Linked DNA regions of Ovis aries: region 2 is linked to region 1. A link is a contact called in public Hi-C data. All regions are on one chromosome and are shown on one strand. The core of a region is the stretch at or near the end of the contact, and the rest is flanking DNA. Distances in the headings are between cores, read along the strand shown. Region 1 holds the start of ACSS2 (acyl-CoA synthetase short chain family member 2). Region 2 holds the start of MMP24OS (MMP24 opposite strand).

Region 1 (2,898 bases), core at 273-2,772:
GAGGTCAAACCAGTCAATCCTAAAGGAAATCAGTTCTGAATATTCATTGGAAGGACTGATGCTGAAGTTGAAACTCCAATACTTTGGCCACCTGATGCAAAGAACTTACTCCTTAGAAAAGATCCTGATGCTGGGAAAGACTGAAGGCAGGAGGAGAAGGGGATGACAGAGGATGAGATGGTTGGATGGCATCACTGACTCAGTGAACATGAGTTTGAGCAAGCTCCAGAAGTTGGTGGTGGACAGGGAGGTCTGGCATGCTATAGTCTATGGGGTCACAAAGAGTTGGACATGACTAAGCGACTGAACTGAATTGAATTTAGGATGTGCTGGGCATGAGATTAGTTGGACGAAGAACAAGAGAGCAGGTGGGAAGGGAGGCTGGGTCAGATGGGGTTCTGCGTAGGCTTCAGGAAGTGGGGGCTGCCTGCTTCCAGGCCTCAGAATCACTCTTGGAGTTAGGTACTTAAGGATCCTGCTTGACATGATGGCTGTTCTGTAAGCGGATGGGTGGGAGTGGGCCCTTCTTGGTGGTGAGTGCAGAGAGATGGAGGGTCCTGGCTGGTCCCTCCTTTCTGGAGTGGAAGGCATAGAGGGAAGCTGGAGGTATTTGAGCCCAGGTGTCTCTTGATGAAGTAAGAGACTGGGAGGGAAAGAAGGGTGTGACTGATTTCTTCTATTTGCCTAGACTATTTCACAAGCCTCAGCTTCAGCCAGATAAGGTGGTAAAAACTTCTGGAGGCAGGAGATCTAGGTTTGGGCCAAGTTATGGTCTTTTTTTCTGGGACTTTGTACAAAGTCCTCCCTTTCCCTGAGTCTACAATTTATGCAATGAAATGGGTTTATTAGCAAAGACTTGAGGCGCCTCCTAGTCTTAACTTAATGAATCTTCGCGTTTTAGGTCTGGATGGAAATTTGTGGAAGCAAGGAAAGTAAAGAACTCTCCTTAGGAGTGGAAGAAAATCTGAGTTTCCTCAGGGTAGCGGTTAGTTCCCAGAGCGAAAGTGTGTCACCCGGAAAGGACCCTACTCCACCTGGCTTTTCTACTCGGTAGGGTGACAGGCTTGTGCAATCAGATCGCGGGGCGGCTCCTCGATGGGCCTGACCAAACTCCGTTCGTTAGCCCAGCTCTTTCCTGCTCATGCCCCGCCCTAACTCAACTCTGCATCTGTAACTCCAAGACCCCACCCCACCCTGGTCACTCCATGGTCCTGCCTCCTCTCCTGTCACATCCAGCCTTGCCACTCCCGGTCACTCCACGGGCCCACCCTCTCTCCTGTCACGCCTGGCCCCTCCCGTTCTGCTTTCCCGCTGAGGCTCCACCCCTTCCGCAAGTAAGCTCCGCCCCATACCCCAAGCAATGCTCAACTTTGGCCTATGGGTTTCTTTGCTAGACCTGGTGCCAACACCACCAGGCACGGCTCCGCCCCTCTGGGCCTCTCCCTCTTGCACCTGCCTAAGCCCCGCCCCGCGCCCCGCCCCCAGGCCCCGCCCCTTCTTAAGGCCCCGCCCCTCGGTCGGCCTGTTTTCAGCGCCTGGGCGCCAGCTGCTACCGCCAAGGCGGCTATAGTGTTCGGAACTTGAGGTGATGGGACTTCCCGAAGAGCGGAGCCGGAGCGGCAGCGGGAGCGGGGCCCGGGAGGAGGCTAGGGCCCGGAACCCGGTGCGGAGCTGGTCTCCTCCGCCCGAGGTCAGCCGTTCGGCGCACGTCCCCTCGCTGCAGCGCTACCGCGAGCTGCACCGGCGCTCCTTGGAGGAGCCGAGAGGTGAGGCAGGGCCCGGGCGGGCCTGAGGGACGTCAGCTAGAAGAGAAGTGGGGGTTCACAGGAGAGGGAGTAATTAGGGGTGTTCCGTCGGGAAATGGAGGTTCCGTGAGGAGATGGAGGTTCCCTTGGGAAACTGGGGAGTTGGTAAGGAGATAGAGGTTCTGTTATGGAAGAATAGCGGTTCTTTAAGGAGATGGAAAAGGGGTTCCGGGAGGAGGGGGGTTCTCTGAGGCGAAGGAGGAAATGTCGTTCTGTAGGAAATGAGCGTCTCCTAGAAGTTGGGGGGTTCCTTTGCGACTTGGGGGTTTCGCAGGTTCTGTGAACGTCTGAAAATGTGAAAATGTCCTGAGAAGACAGTTCCTCATATGAACAGTCGGGCTCTTAGGTGCCAGGAGCGCCTTGAAAGGAGGCGGGCCACGAAGAGAACTTTCTTTACCGCTTTTCAGCCCAGCTCAGCCGAGTGCCTCCTGACACCTTTCGCCTGTGAGTTAGTCTCCACTGCTGAGGGGCACTCGAGTCCCATCCTGCCAATCCCCAAGTTAGTAATGGAGATCTATTTTTAGTATTTCAGAAATCTCGATGAAGACTACCATGTAAGACTGAACAAGTCACTAAAATATTGTCTTTAAAATAAAAAAAAATTAGGGCTGGGATTATAATAACTCCGTAATTCTGATAGGTAGTGCCATGTCTTTGAGACTCAAGCTGGGTAAGGGGTCACAGATGTAGCTGAATTGGAAGGCGGTATGATGCTGGCAGTGGGACATGCATGAACAATCTGGATTTAGATCTTGGCTCTGCCACTCATTTGCTCTTTGGTCTTGAGATTTTAAAACCTGTCTGAAATTCCTTTTCTTTATCTATAAAATAGAGGTAATAATACCTACCTTGAAGATTTGTTTGAGGGCTAAAATGAGTAGTAAGTGAAGTGTGCATTACAGAGTGCCTAATGCACAGCAGCTTTCACTAAATAGTGGTTAGTCTGATACCCATAAGAGCAATGGGGATGAAGCAACTGTTTAGTAAGCAAGATAAGATTAAATCAGGTGTAGAGCCGTTGATTGCTGCAGGCAATGTCCAAGTTTTAGTGCTCAGACCTCTTTTTTTTTTTTAGGTGTTTTTATAGATATCT
Region 2 (2,898 bases), core at 103-2,602, 350 kb after region 1:
AGAGCAGGAGATGGAGGCAGGCAGCCCAGGCTGCAGATGTGAGGGACGCAGGGCCAGGCCCAGAGAGGGCTCAGCCTGGAGGTTTCCAGTCATGGATTCTCCTGCCTTGGGGTCATCTGTTTGTCCATCAACCCAGGACAGGGCAGACAGACAGAGGGGCAAAGCACTGGGGACCCCAGAGCCCAGCTTCCCCACAGTCTGGGGAACATCACAGCATTTCAGTGTCAGTCACATTTTAAACTGATCAGCCTTTGTATAATGTTTTTTAAATCATTTCTAAATAAAACAAAAATACAGAGTGTGTCATTTCCCTGGGCTGTCGGAACAGGGATCAGGTTCTGAGTGGCCTGAAGAAGCTTCTGGGAGACAGGATGCTTGGGGTGTCTGGGAGCTGCCCAACGCATCTCATCTGCCAGCCCCCAAAATCAGATGCCCTCTCTCTCCAAAAGGCTGGCCCTGGAGGCCCTCTGTAACTGGGTTCCCAGGGATACAACCGGATAATGCCAGGGTGGCCACCCAAGATGGCACCTCTCCCAGGAGAGGTATGGATGGGCAGGGTCACTGCGGCAAGGTCTTTTCTGAAGTCAAAACACAAGGTGCTATGACCAGGACAAAAGCAAGAGCCCAGTTCTTGGTGATAGCGAAAAATGAGGTGAGGTGAGGTCAGTAGCCTTGGGGTCTTCTTACCAAGAGTCCTGACCTGGTTCTGGAAGCCAGTGACGAGAAGGCTGCCCCAGGACCCAGACGGCCAGAGAAACTGTGGGGTGGGCAAGAACACGAAAATCTGAGCTAGTCTGGGTGCAGGCTAAGGAGCGAACAAATCCAGGGTAGCGGGAGGGGCCAGAGGAAAGACAGCGCCCCCGGGCGAGGCTGCAGAGGCGGCTTCCTTCCAGTTCCCCTCGACTCCCCGACTCTCCGAGCGCCTCCAGGGTGGGCGAAGGTGGGGAGACAAGGGCCCGACCAGGAGAAGCGAACTGGACGACAGGAGGCGGCGGGCGCTAACTGCGGAGGGCGGCGAGTCAGTACCAGGAGGTGCAGGCGATGAGGAAGCGCACGTCGTCCAGCGGCCCCCAGGGGCTGGGCTCTGGCCGGGGCCGAGCAGGGTCCTCCGGCGCCGCAGGCTGGGGTTGGGGATGCGGCTGGGGCTGCGGCGGCTCCGTGGAGCCCTGGCCACCGCTCAGCTGAGCGCCCATGTTCTGCAGGAGGACAGGCCCGTCAGGTGCGGGGCCGGCTGCACACCACCCCTGCCCCGCCCCACCCCTCTGGGGCCCGCCCCTCACCTCGCAACGCCGGAGCCGCGGGTCGGAACCGTCCCAGCGCGGGTCTGCGCTCGCCGCTCGCCAGCGAGGCACCGTCCGGAGGCACTGGCGTCCTGACGTCACGGCGCACGAACCACGCCCCCTAAGCGCCTGGGAAGGTTTCAGGGCGCAGGGGCGGGGCCCAGCATACCCGACCCCACCCACCAACAACCGGCCACGCCTGCCCCCAAGTCCCGGAGCCCCGCCCCACTCGCAACTCGGAGATCCGCCCCAACTACCCACGCCTCTTCAAGCCTGGCGCCACACGCACCGAAGAGTCTGAGGCTGTCCAGGGCACCTAGCAGCCAGGCCAACAACCTCCATCCACCACTGCGGGTCAAGGAGGACAATGCTGCCCTGTGGCCAGGTGCCCCAAAGCCCGTCAGGATCCTCATACTGGCGTACGGGAGAGCTGAAACAGACTTATTCTTTGAAGCCAAAACAATAAGGCTGAAGTCATGTGGGAAACGGTAGTATAATGGAGTGTTTCTTTCTCTTGCCCTGGGATGAAGCTAATGATGGGGGGGCATGTAAAACTAAGGGGTGTGTGCATCCTACTCCACCTTCCCCCTGGAACAATGATGAGGGGGCTGAGTACACGTTGAAATCCCCAAATAACACATTCAGAATGGCCAGAGGAAGTTGTCCTTTAATGGGGTGGCACAGACAACAGAGCTCTCAGCCAGAAGCCATAGGACCTGCCAGCCAGCATGACGTGGCACATTTCTGCAGTAACTATAGATTCAGGAGATGGGCACAGATGAAGAAAGGCTGGGCATACAGCCACGAGTCCAGGTGAGTTCTCTGCCACTGCCCTGCCAGCATTCAGGACAGACTGGGTGGAACACTGAGAGGGAGCCAAAGTCCGAGCCGGGACCAGTATGGAAGGTGACTCAGGTGAGGCTGGAGAGAGAGAAAGGAGTGTTGTCAGTAGGTGTCAGGTGCTTGAGCGTGGAGGGTGAGGGTGCCCTCCACCCTCACCCCAGGACCTCTGCTCCAGCTCTGCCCTGAAGAGCCCCTTGCAGATTCCACCACTGCCACAAGTAACAATCCAGTCCAGGACTCTCAGTGCTTAAAAAGGAACAGTAACTCCTTCTCCACTCAAGCAGGTGAACTCAAAATAACTTATTCAAATTGCTAATCATGATCAGAGCCTCACAGGTCAAGTCCAACAGACCAAATCAGACAAGGGAAGGGTGGGGGATGCTCAGAGAGGGAAGAGACACGACTAGATCACAAATCCTCTAGTGGCAAGACTGGAGCCAGAACATTCTTCCTGGAGGTGATAATCATTTGCATGATTGTAAAAGCCTGCTCACAGCTTATGGGATCTTGGTTCCCTGACCAGAGACTGAACTCAGGCCTTCAGCAGTGAAAGCAGTGAGTCCTAACCACTGGGCTTCCAGGGAACTGCCTGAAGTACACATTTCTCATCCCTTATCTGACACCGTCCTTGTGAGGTCTCATGGGCACCTCAAATTCAACAGGTTCAAAGCCAAAGGAGGCTAATGAGTTTGTCTCTGCTTTATCAATACCCTTTTTTTTTTTTAAAATAGTAACTACAATGCTGACCAGTGCTGCTGCCTGTAGGCAGTTCTGC

The links. A called contact is a pair of places that touch in the nucleus more often than the background predicts.
Region 2: a contact with region 1 is called in a Hi-C map of liver, with 2.4 times the contacts expected there. The contact joins the promoter of MMP24OS here to the promoter of ACSS2 in region 1. A contact is called at or near these places in 2 of 16 Hi-C or Micro-C datasets (liver and tail adipose tissue).

What each region holds. Positions count from the first base shown.
Region 1 is chr13:64,179,781-64,182,678 of ARS-UI_Ramb_v3.0, forward strand. ACSS2 (acyl-CoA synthetase short chain family member 2) reads left to right here and starts at 1,523. Exons shown (of 19, transcript XM_004014514.5): 1 at 1,523-1,766. The coding sequence starts at 1,589.
Region 2 is chr13:64,533,471-64,536,368 of ARS-UI_Ramb_v3.0, forward strand. It overlaps MMP24OS (MMP24 opposite strand), which reads right to left and starts at 1,353. Exons shown (of 2, transcript XM_027977122.3): 1 at 1,281-1,353; 2 at 247-1,196. The coding sequence starts at 1,193. The coding sequence ends at 1,020. MMP24 (matrix metallopeptidase 24) reads left to right here. Exons shown (of 10, transcript XM_027977120.2): 10 at 1-301. EIF6 (eukaryotic translation initiation factor 6) reads right to left here. Exons shown (of 6, transcript NM_001162563.1): 6 at 2,192-2,201. The coding sequence ends at 2,192.